Linked DNA regions of Zea mays: all the other regions are linked to region 3. The links are chromatin contacts, called in public Hi-C maps. All regions are on one chromosome and are shown on one strand. Each heading gives the region's core, a stretch centred on a gene start, on an enhancer-like site or on the middle of the called end of the contact. The rest is flanking DNA. Distances are from core to core; before and after follow the strand shown. Region 1 holds the start of LOC541889 (plasma membrane intrinsic protein 2). Region 2 has its middle 18 kb from the start of LOC103653810. Region 3 holds the start of LOC100276256.

Evidence for each region. Hi-C and Micro-C count contacts between places; a contact is called where the count stands out from the background.
Region 1: a Hi-C map of tassel shows a contact between it and region 3, with 2.5 times the contacts expected there. The contact joins the promoter of LOC541889 here to the promoter of LOC100276256 in region 3. A contact is called at or near these places in 3 of 25 Hi-C or Micro-C datasets (ear, leaf and tassel).
Region 2: a Hi-C map of ear shows a contact between it and region 3, with 2.6 times the contacts expected there. The contact joins the enhancer-like site here to the promoter of LOC100276256 in region 3. A contact is called at or near these places in 2 of 25 Hi-C or Micro-C datasets (ear and an unstated tissue).

What each region holds. Positions count from the first base shown.
Region 1 is chr4:149,012,602-149,015,618 of Zm-B73-REFERENCE-NAM-5.0, reverse strand. It overlaps LOC541889 (plasma membrane intrinsic protein 2), which reads right to left and starts at 1,663. Exons shown (of 4, transcript NM_001111555.1): 1 at 1,268-1,663; 2 at 860-1,155; 3 at 1-9. The coding sequence starts at 1,589.
Region 2 is chr4:148,969,365-148,972,064 of Zm-B73-REFERENCE-NAM-5.0, reverse strand. No RefSeq gene overlaps it. Among protein-coding and RNA genes, the nearest start is that of LOC103653810, 18 kb to the right of the region's middle. Within about 2 kb of position 1,269, at least 14 of the 20 cell types and tissues checked have an H3K27ac peak or open chromatin away from gene starts, as enhancers often do. A contact at or near this core is called in ear, where this site is marked.
Region 3 is chr4:149,287,688-149,290,663 of Zm-B73-REFERENCE-NAM-5.0, reverse strand. It overlaps LOC100276256, which reads left to right and starts at 1,408. Exons shown (of 8, transcript NM_001150088.1): 1 at 1,408-2,124. The coding sequence starts at 1,820.

The sequences.
Region 1 (3,017 bases), core at 414-2,913, 280 kb after region 3:
GGCCAACACCTGCAGACATAGATTAGCTCGCTCATCAATTACATGCATGGCCAACACCTGCAAACAGCTCAGGATTTTGAAATCGCGTGGTTCTAGCGCAGCAGGCTCTGACTATATATACTGTAGAAAGTATGAAAGGGATGTATCACCGAATCTGAAGGCAAAATAAGTAACCACTCGACCAGAAGTTTCTCTTGGAATTTTGCACCTTGTCGCTATCCCTAACACATGCTACTGTGATGTATTATCGAAGTAGTACAATCATTCGCAAACCAATCGCTGCCACCTCACGTTCGCTGTAAGACACGCACTGCTGCTGCCTACTACGCTACGCAAGAGAGAATCTTCCTGTCTGCTTATTGGCATATGCAGCAAGATACATCTTCACATGCTCCTGATTCTGGGAGCTCGATTTGGGACCGTTGCTCCCAGTGCGTGCCCAGTGCCCTACATGGAACGTCTAATTGTGGCAGGAAAACACTCGATTCGCCGGGTTCATGAGCTACTCAGCCTTAATTCCTATATATATATACCGCAGCAGTAGAAATTAATTCAGACGACACTACTACCTAGAGGTATTCAGAAAGTGGGACGACTTGCGACGTGAAGGTTTTTGTGTTGATGTAAACACTTTGCATTGCGCTCTAATTTTTAATTACTGTTAAAGTCTTCAGTCTGCACTCTAGCGAGCTAGCTTGCACCAAAGCTACCATGCATAAACTCCACACACAGTTCATTAGTGCTCTACTGCTGTATACATGGGTTCATAACTTCATATGTATATGAGCAGTGCACCAGTACTGAATCAATTAACTGTGGTATATATTCATTCATATATGTAATCTATGTGTGTGCTCACCGGGACGTGGGAGTCACGGGCACTGCGCTTGGGGTCGGTGGCGGAGAAGACGGTGTAGACGAGCACGAAGGTGCCGATGATCTCGGCGGCGAGGCCGGTGCCCTTGGAGTAGCCGTCGCTGAGCTCGTTGGCGCCGCCGCCGTAGCGCACGTAGTAGGCGCTCTGGAAGCCCTTGACGAGGCCGACGCCGCAGATGGCGCCCAGGCACTGCGCGATGATGTAGAGCAGGGCGCGGACGAGGGACACCTTCCTCGCCAGGAACAGGCCGAAGGTCACGGCCGGGTTGATGTGCCCACCTGCATGCATGCATACATACATACATCTACGTGTCACACACACACATCACACGGTTGGAGTGGACGAAGGCGGCATATGCATGCTGCGTGCGTGCAAGGCCGGCCGCGGGACCTGAGATGCCGGCGGTGCAGTAGACGAGGATGAAGATCATGCCGCCGAAGGCCCACGCGATGCCGAGGATGCCCACGCCGCCGCACGCCGCGTCGGGGCCCGACGCCGCCGCGTCCGTCTGGTGCTTGTACCCGATGACGGTGGCCACGGTGATGTAGAGGAAGAGCAGCGTGGCGATGAACTCGGCGATGACCGCGCGGTAGAGGGACCACTTGGTGAGCTCATCCGCGTCGATGAGCGGCGCCGGCGGAGGGTCCGTGTAGTCCTTGGCCGAGAACTCGCCGGCCTCGGGCCCCGATGCTTCGATGTCCTGCTTCGCCATGTCAGGAGACCTGCAGCAGCTGCTGCTATAGCTAGTAGCTCAGCTAGATCTCTGTGCGCGCGCTTCGCTTTGCTTGTTGTGTGTTGTGAGGCCGGAGACTCGAGAGGCCGAGGTATATATGCGTGGGGCGTGGGAGGACGGCTCGTGCAAGAGAGAGGACGAGCTCATCGCCTCGCTTAATTGATTACAAAATACGTAGTATAATTTAGTCAGGGATAAGGTTTGGTTTCTGGTTAGTTAGAGTTTTTTTTGTATACAATAATTTGCCGCCCACAACCGACTAAACCCTCATCATTATGTCACGCCAGAGTCGAACTGGTGGCCAGTGATCAACCGAAGGGCTATTCACATAATTCTATATGGTTTGTGTGCTGACGTTTTGAAAAAAAAAAAAAAAAAGCGAATTGAAAACACAAAAACCGCTGGTGATTTCAATTACTGGTCCAGCTTCTCAGTTGCGTGTGGCGATACATGCATGGCCGTAAACTGTGGCTACTAGGAAGGAGGAACTTGTCAGAAGAATAAGGTGAACTAGTTAAAATGCACGCGCCACACGCGCGTGTAAAACCACAGTTATTCGACTACGGACTACATATGAGTTATTATTATATATTCAGTATAATTATTTGTATGATTATTTATTTGAATTTTAAGCTAGAAAGATGAATAAAAGGTACTATATATTCATCTTATACAAAATGTTGTATATAGATGCGGTGCAGCCACCCATTAATCCGGTTCAAAATTGTTAGTTCTTGTCAACAAATGAAATTGGAGGGCATGCTCATTGAAAATCTACTTAATAGAATGGTTATTCTCAACAATATGCTAGGAACCTAGGATCATCTCAAATATACTGCTTCCTAAACAAGATGAAAACATGTATTTCCATATATTCACTACCGGAATTTGGCTCTTTGCCGAGCGCCAAATATTTTGCCGAGTGTTTTTTTTTCGGCACTCGGCAAAGAGGTTCTTTGCCGAATGCCACGCAAAAAAACCTCGGTAAAAGAAAACACTCGTAGAAGCCGAGTGTCAAAAATAAAAGACTCGGCAAAGAGCTTCTTTACCGAGTGCATTTTTCAACACTAGGCAAAGACAATTTAAAAATCACATTTTAAAGCAGTAAATTAATTCAAATGAAAAAGTTTTCAACTACAAATTTGTATAACTCATCATGATATATAATTTATATTTTGAACATTTCTTCATATGATAAAATAAAAATAAATTTGTTCATAAAACATATATCTCTCTCGTAGTTTATGAAACTACGAGAGAGATGTATAAGATTTGTGCATATTGTTAGAACCATCATGTGAGATGAACAAATGACCAAACAACCAAATAAACTTTGTAGATCTTGAGAAGTTAGTTATAGAATTTTGTAGTTGGCAAGTGAAAGTCGCCTAGAGGGAGGGTGAATAG
Region 2 (2,700 bases), core at 20-2,519, 320 kb after region 3:
GGACTTTACCGACTAACATTTTCTATGTTGCCTTGTTCTTGACTCATAGCATTTGAGAACAAGTCCCCAACACCTAGTCTCGAGCAGCCATCCATCATGCGGCTCATATGGGGCCAAGCGACTGCAGCGGCGAAGAGTGTTCGGTGGAGCTACAAGGACGTCGATGACGCCTTCGTGCCGTGAGGCACCATCTATCAAAAGTAAGAAACCCTAGAGATCCGCCCATCGTCATTGCTTGATGATCGTCCCTCTGCTCGATGTCCATCACCGTCAGTGACCCCGCTGTCTGACCATCGCCTGAGCAGCTATGCTAATCGCCATCGTTCGATTGATCTTCTGATCGTATGTGGAAATCCTTCATCTTGTCATACTTAAATGCTTGATAGTTAAGTGCTCACACGTTCGTGGATTTGTGGATTAATTATGTATATGTACATATACAGTAATGTGTGAGGCCTTTTTGCTATTATTGTACTCGTTAGAAGAGGCTTCTCCACAATAGTACTAATTAATTAGACTTCTCTATAATAGTATTTATAGATAAGAAACTTCTCTATAATGGTAATTCACTCTCATTTCATCATTTTCTGCTATGTTAACAAAAAAGTTAGTCACATAGATAATTTTAGTTATGTAACCCAAACATGTCTACATCTATGCATATGCATATATAGACATTATTACTACTGCCAGGTACCCCACTGCCATTTGATCTTTAGAAAGTTATGCATATTTGTTTATGCAAAGTGATGGAGTTAGATGGTTAGAAAGTCAGTGGTAAATTGTTAAGTCATGTTTCATGCTATATTTGTTTTTATGTAAACTTGGTGTTGGACTATTACTGTCTCTGTCACTCTGTCAGTGCCTTTGTGGCTTTGCTATATTTGAGTTTGAGACGTGAATCAGTGAATGGACAGAATCATAGAAATGGTGGTCGAGGTTGTGCTGGCCGCGCGAGCCCTAGGGCCTGGGCTATTGGTATATATTTGAGTATGGTTACTGATTGGCCCGTTCGTTTCTCTATGATTGAACCGATATTCGTTCCAGCTCATCAAAATTTATATAAATTAGAGAAGTAATCCGGCTAAGAACCAGTCTAGAGCTCCAATCCGTGGAAACCGAATAGAGCCTAAGTGGTTAGTGATTAAGTTGTGCACTTGTGCTTGCAATTTTGCATATATTTGAGTCTGGACTGAGTTGGCTCTCAGCTGGGCGCCTGGACCTGTATGTGCGATGGGCCGTTCGATGCTTGGATGTGTTGCTCTGCTGGACGGACAGGACGGTGGTCAGTGGACCAGAGGAGGGTGGATCCCTATCGTTATATTGCTGCTGAAGTGCTGATGAGTGATGCTTACATTTTTCGGGTAAGACCGAAAACTGACAGTGAGTATCGGATAACTGAATTTTCGGTTTTCATTCGGTTCTCAATACCTAAAACTCGAATTTTCGAATTTTCTAAAGGCTAGTTTGGGAACCTCATTTTCTCACGGGGTTTTAATTTTTCTAAGAAAAATTAGTTTATTTTTTCTTGGAAAATTAGAAATCCGAAGTTCCAAAACTAGCCCTAAATACCGAAAAAACCGAGCGTCGGATAAAATCGAATGCCTAGATCTGCCCCTAGATCTGCCCCTGAGACATAACTAGCCCACTATTTTTAGCTGGGTTGTAGCTGGGCCGCCTAACCGTCCGGTCATCAGCTGGCCGGCTGCTAGATTGACGTAATTGGTCTTTATGAGACCGAAGTTAGATTGACACTTCAATACATACAGCTGCGAACTCTGATGCAAATAATGTAAACGTATCGGTATTGGGGTAAAAATTTACTAATTTTATACCGCTTGATCGTGTCGAATTAATTCCTTCGCTGTTCAAATTGCCTCTGGGTTTCTGTGTGGCTTCGAACCTAGCCAAAGGCTCCCATGATCATCATCCTCTGAGGAGGATGGATCGTACAAGGATACCGGTAGAAAAGAAGAGTTTATTCATGCGGGTCCGTGATCTCACTTTAATAGATAGATGGGAAAAGGTACGTTCATCTTTCTTTTTTTTCATTGAAAACTTATTTCTGAAGTATTTTAGACCCAACCCAGAAAATTTGCTGGCCCAGTAACGAGGTCGGATATCCATACGGAAGCCTTCGCAGCAATGCCATTGGAGAACATACTGTTGAGAACTACGTTACCACGGATCACCAGATCCGTTCCCTTCCCTCCCGTCAGCAGTAGAGGCGCAAGAAGATGTAGATAACCCGTCTCACTTCCCATTAACCCGTCTCACTTTCCATAAGCACGACAGAGGAAACACACGAGACACTGGATATAGGGTTGGGCCTCTGGCCTCTTTCTGATCTCTGTCATATGAAGAGGTGTACAGGTTCCTTATATAGAGATGTGAGACCCCTCAGGGGCAAAGCCGGTATTTGCCCACATAACCCTAACTAGGGTTACTTAACACTCCCCCTTGGGCGAATACCGCGACCAACACATGTCTCGTTAAAACTCCGAAAACCCAGTGGGAAAAAAGTGGAGAAAGAGTGCATGGTGATACAAATTGCATTTGCACTTTGTTGCCTCGTTAAAAACCTCATGTGAGAAACTTCAAGAAAACTCACAAAGGGAAAAAGAGTACAACAGCTGTCATCGGGACAAATTTTGATCCTCTGGGATCTAGATTCTATCGAACCTTCTACAAGGGCTAACT
Region 3 (2,976 bases), core at 159-2,658:
GGCAGCGGCGGCTCGGCTCGTTTGCGGTGTGCCGCAAGTTGTGCAACTGAACTGCGCTTTGCCCGCCCCCGGCCCTTCCTTTTTGGGCGCATATAAACGAGCAACGTCTCGCCTTTGGGGTCGGCGGGGCCGCCGCTTTTTAGTTGCGCTCTCCCCTCCTCTCCCCCGCACCCTGCCTGCCTTTTCCATTGGAGCGCACAAAGCCGGACGGCACCACCATTTAAAGAAGGCCAACCAAGCACACGGCACGGCGAAGAAGAGACCACCACCTCACACTCCATTCACGGCAGGATCGATCGCTATAGCTGCTGCGCCCCCCTGCACCCTTGCGTCTTCTGCCGCTGCTGCGCTGCGGCTCCGGCACAGGTGCGTTTCTTGATTTACTGGGCTCATGGAGTTCGGTAGCGTGATCCGGAAAACACCCCGATTTGGTGCCGGCCGGCGGCCGGGCCGCTGCGCTCGTGCGTTAGTGCTTTTTTTTTCCGTTCGTTTGCGTGACCTAGTGGAACGAAGGGAGCTTGGCGGTCGCTCGGGCTGCCGTGGAATTCGATGTGGAAAGCGAGCTCCTCACGGATAGCGCCTGGGGGCCACCGTCTTTCGTGTAATCATCGTTGCTTGATTTGGTTTCTTCCTTTTCGTTCGAGTCTTCCCGTGCTGCTTCTCTAGTGTACGACCAGTTCGATCTATTGTCTGCAGCGGTCTCCATCTTGAGGTGTCTGTGTCCAGTGTCCACCGAAGGTGCTGGAGGGTTTGGACTCTCTGCCTTCTTGTTAGCTTCTGTTGGTATTGTACAGTCCCTAGAGAAGGCTAGTTTTCAAAAGGTTATTTTGCTAATCTCCTCTTCGATTTGTCAAGACTGAAGGCATGATTAAAACCTTGTGTCGTCAACTTTGGATAGTTCGTTTCAGTTTTGGTGCTTTGTTGCGGTGAAAAATCTCATGTTCAATTCCCCTGAGAAGTCCCACAACTCGCTCCTACGTCCTACCATGATGTTAGTACTATCTTTACAAACAGAAACATGCACTCGTGTTTGTAAATTCATCTATGTCTCTATGATGTGCTTTTGATATAATTAACTTGTACTGAATGTAAGACTCTTGCTCTGTGTACTATAGTGTTCTGCTGCTGACATGGTTGAATTATTTTTTCGTATATGTAAGTGCTAATGATAGTCCATCTAGTTGTGCCAGCTTTGGTTAGCCACTTCTTGTAAGACCCATGTGAGTACCTAGTTATTGAGGACATTTGACTGCAATAAAAAACAAACTGACTGTGCATTGGATGGTATTCTTCTTCTTGTGAAGTGATTACTGGTTCTTCTCTTTGAAAAGTTGGTTCTCGCTCACCAGCTGGAAGTTTATTTTGAATTGGATTGCATTGTGATTATTTTACTACTTTGTGAGCTGTCGAATCTGTAGTTCTTAATATAATGATATTTAGCTCTTCTACGTGTTTGATAAAAAATTCTCTAGCTCTTTTTTATTGTTCCCGAGGACCAGATTCACCAATGTTTCTTGTTTCATGTCTAATGTGGAAGTCTCTCAGAACTGAGTACTTTTGTTTGAAGAAAGATTTGTTCAGTCAAGCTTTGCAAATTACCATCATAGTTTGGATGACATCCATGGTTACTTTGATGAGTTTATGGAGCCCTGGTTGCCGAGCTTATCTGGGTTCTCTGACAATGGAACTGTAATATTTGCAACAAAACTTTCCTCATCTTGGAAGAAAGTTTCAAGAGGGCTTGACAACTTATAAGTGTCCTGTGAAGCCTGATGACGTGTTCGTGAGGGCGAAGTGGGAGAGCAAAATTACTTCTGGCATGCAGATGTCAACAGATCCTAATCACTACGGGGTATTTCCACATTCATTCTGCAACCAACATGTGGTTTCATTTCAGACGAGTTCAGTTACTAGTGTATCAGGAGCCATACCAGTTTGTCTAGACACTTCCAGTGGAATGAATGGCAATATGGCGATGTTGAACACTACAACTTCAACGATTGTATCCACTGGTTCACCAAACATGAGTGCTGAGTTTTCTTGCCAGAACCTCAAGTATACTGCACCGTTGGCTGTGGAGTGGTCCTATCCGGAGCTGCAATTGTTGAATGATGGCCTCAACAAGTAAGATATACTGCCATTTATTCTGAATTAACTTTCTTCCAAGATGAGGAAAGTTTTGTTGCAAATATTACGTAAGATATATGGAACTGTAAGATATACTGCCATATAAATGTTGAAAAAAAAACTGAATTAAGTAGCTATTTTCATCTCACCTTAATAATGTGACTTTTTATCCTATATTTACTATTCAGTTCCTTAACAATTTGATCATGACCATGCATTGAAGTTGAGGTCAAACTGCCAAGATTTTGTGCTGCCTAAATAACCACTCCCTCGGTCCTGGAATATAATGGATATTCAGTTGTCTTAAGTCAAACAATCCTAAGTTTGACCAAGTTTGTAGAGCTGAGCAATAATATCTAGAGACTACGACACCAATGATTTTTTTTTAAAAAAAATCGACCGGGGAGGGAATGACCTTCCTCCTGGTATTATATTAAGAAGAGACCGAAACAATGGTCGTGGCCGAGAAAAAATCCCTGAACCCTGGCCCCCATCACTAACGGGTCGACGTTAACTGTCCACTCTGCAACGGCCTAACCAGAGGGTGGCGCACAGGACATCGTAACCCGAGAGCGGATAGAACACAGCGAGGAGATTTTTTAAACCAAACTAGAAAATTTGCCCCCAAGGGGAAACGAACCCAAGACTTGAAGGTTCTACTCGGAAACCCTTAACCACTAGGCTAGAGACCCTTTCGCACACCATAATATATATAATAAAGTTCATTTGATCTTGTAAATATTATTGTTCTTTTCTACAAATTTGGTCAAAATTAGGATGGTTTGTCTTAAGCCAACTGAAAATCCATTATATTCAGGATGGAGGTAGTTTATGGTTTCATAATGCTGA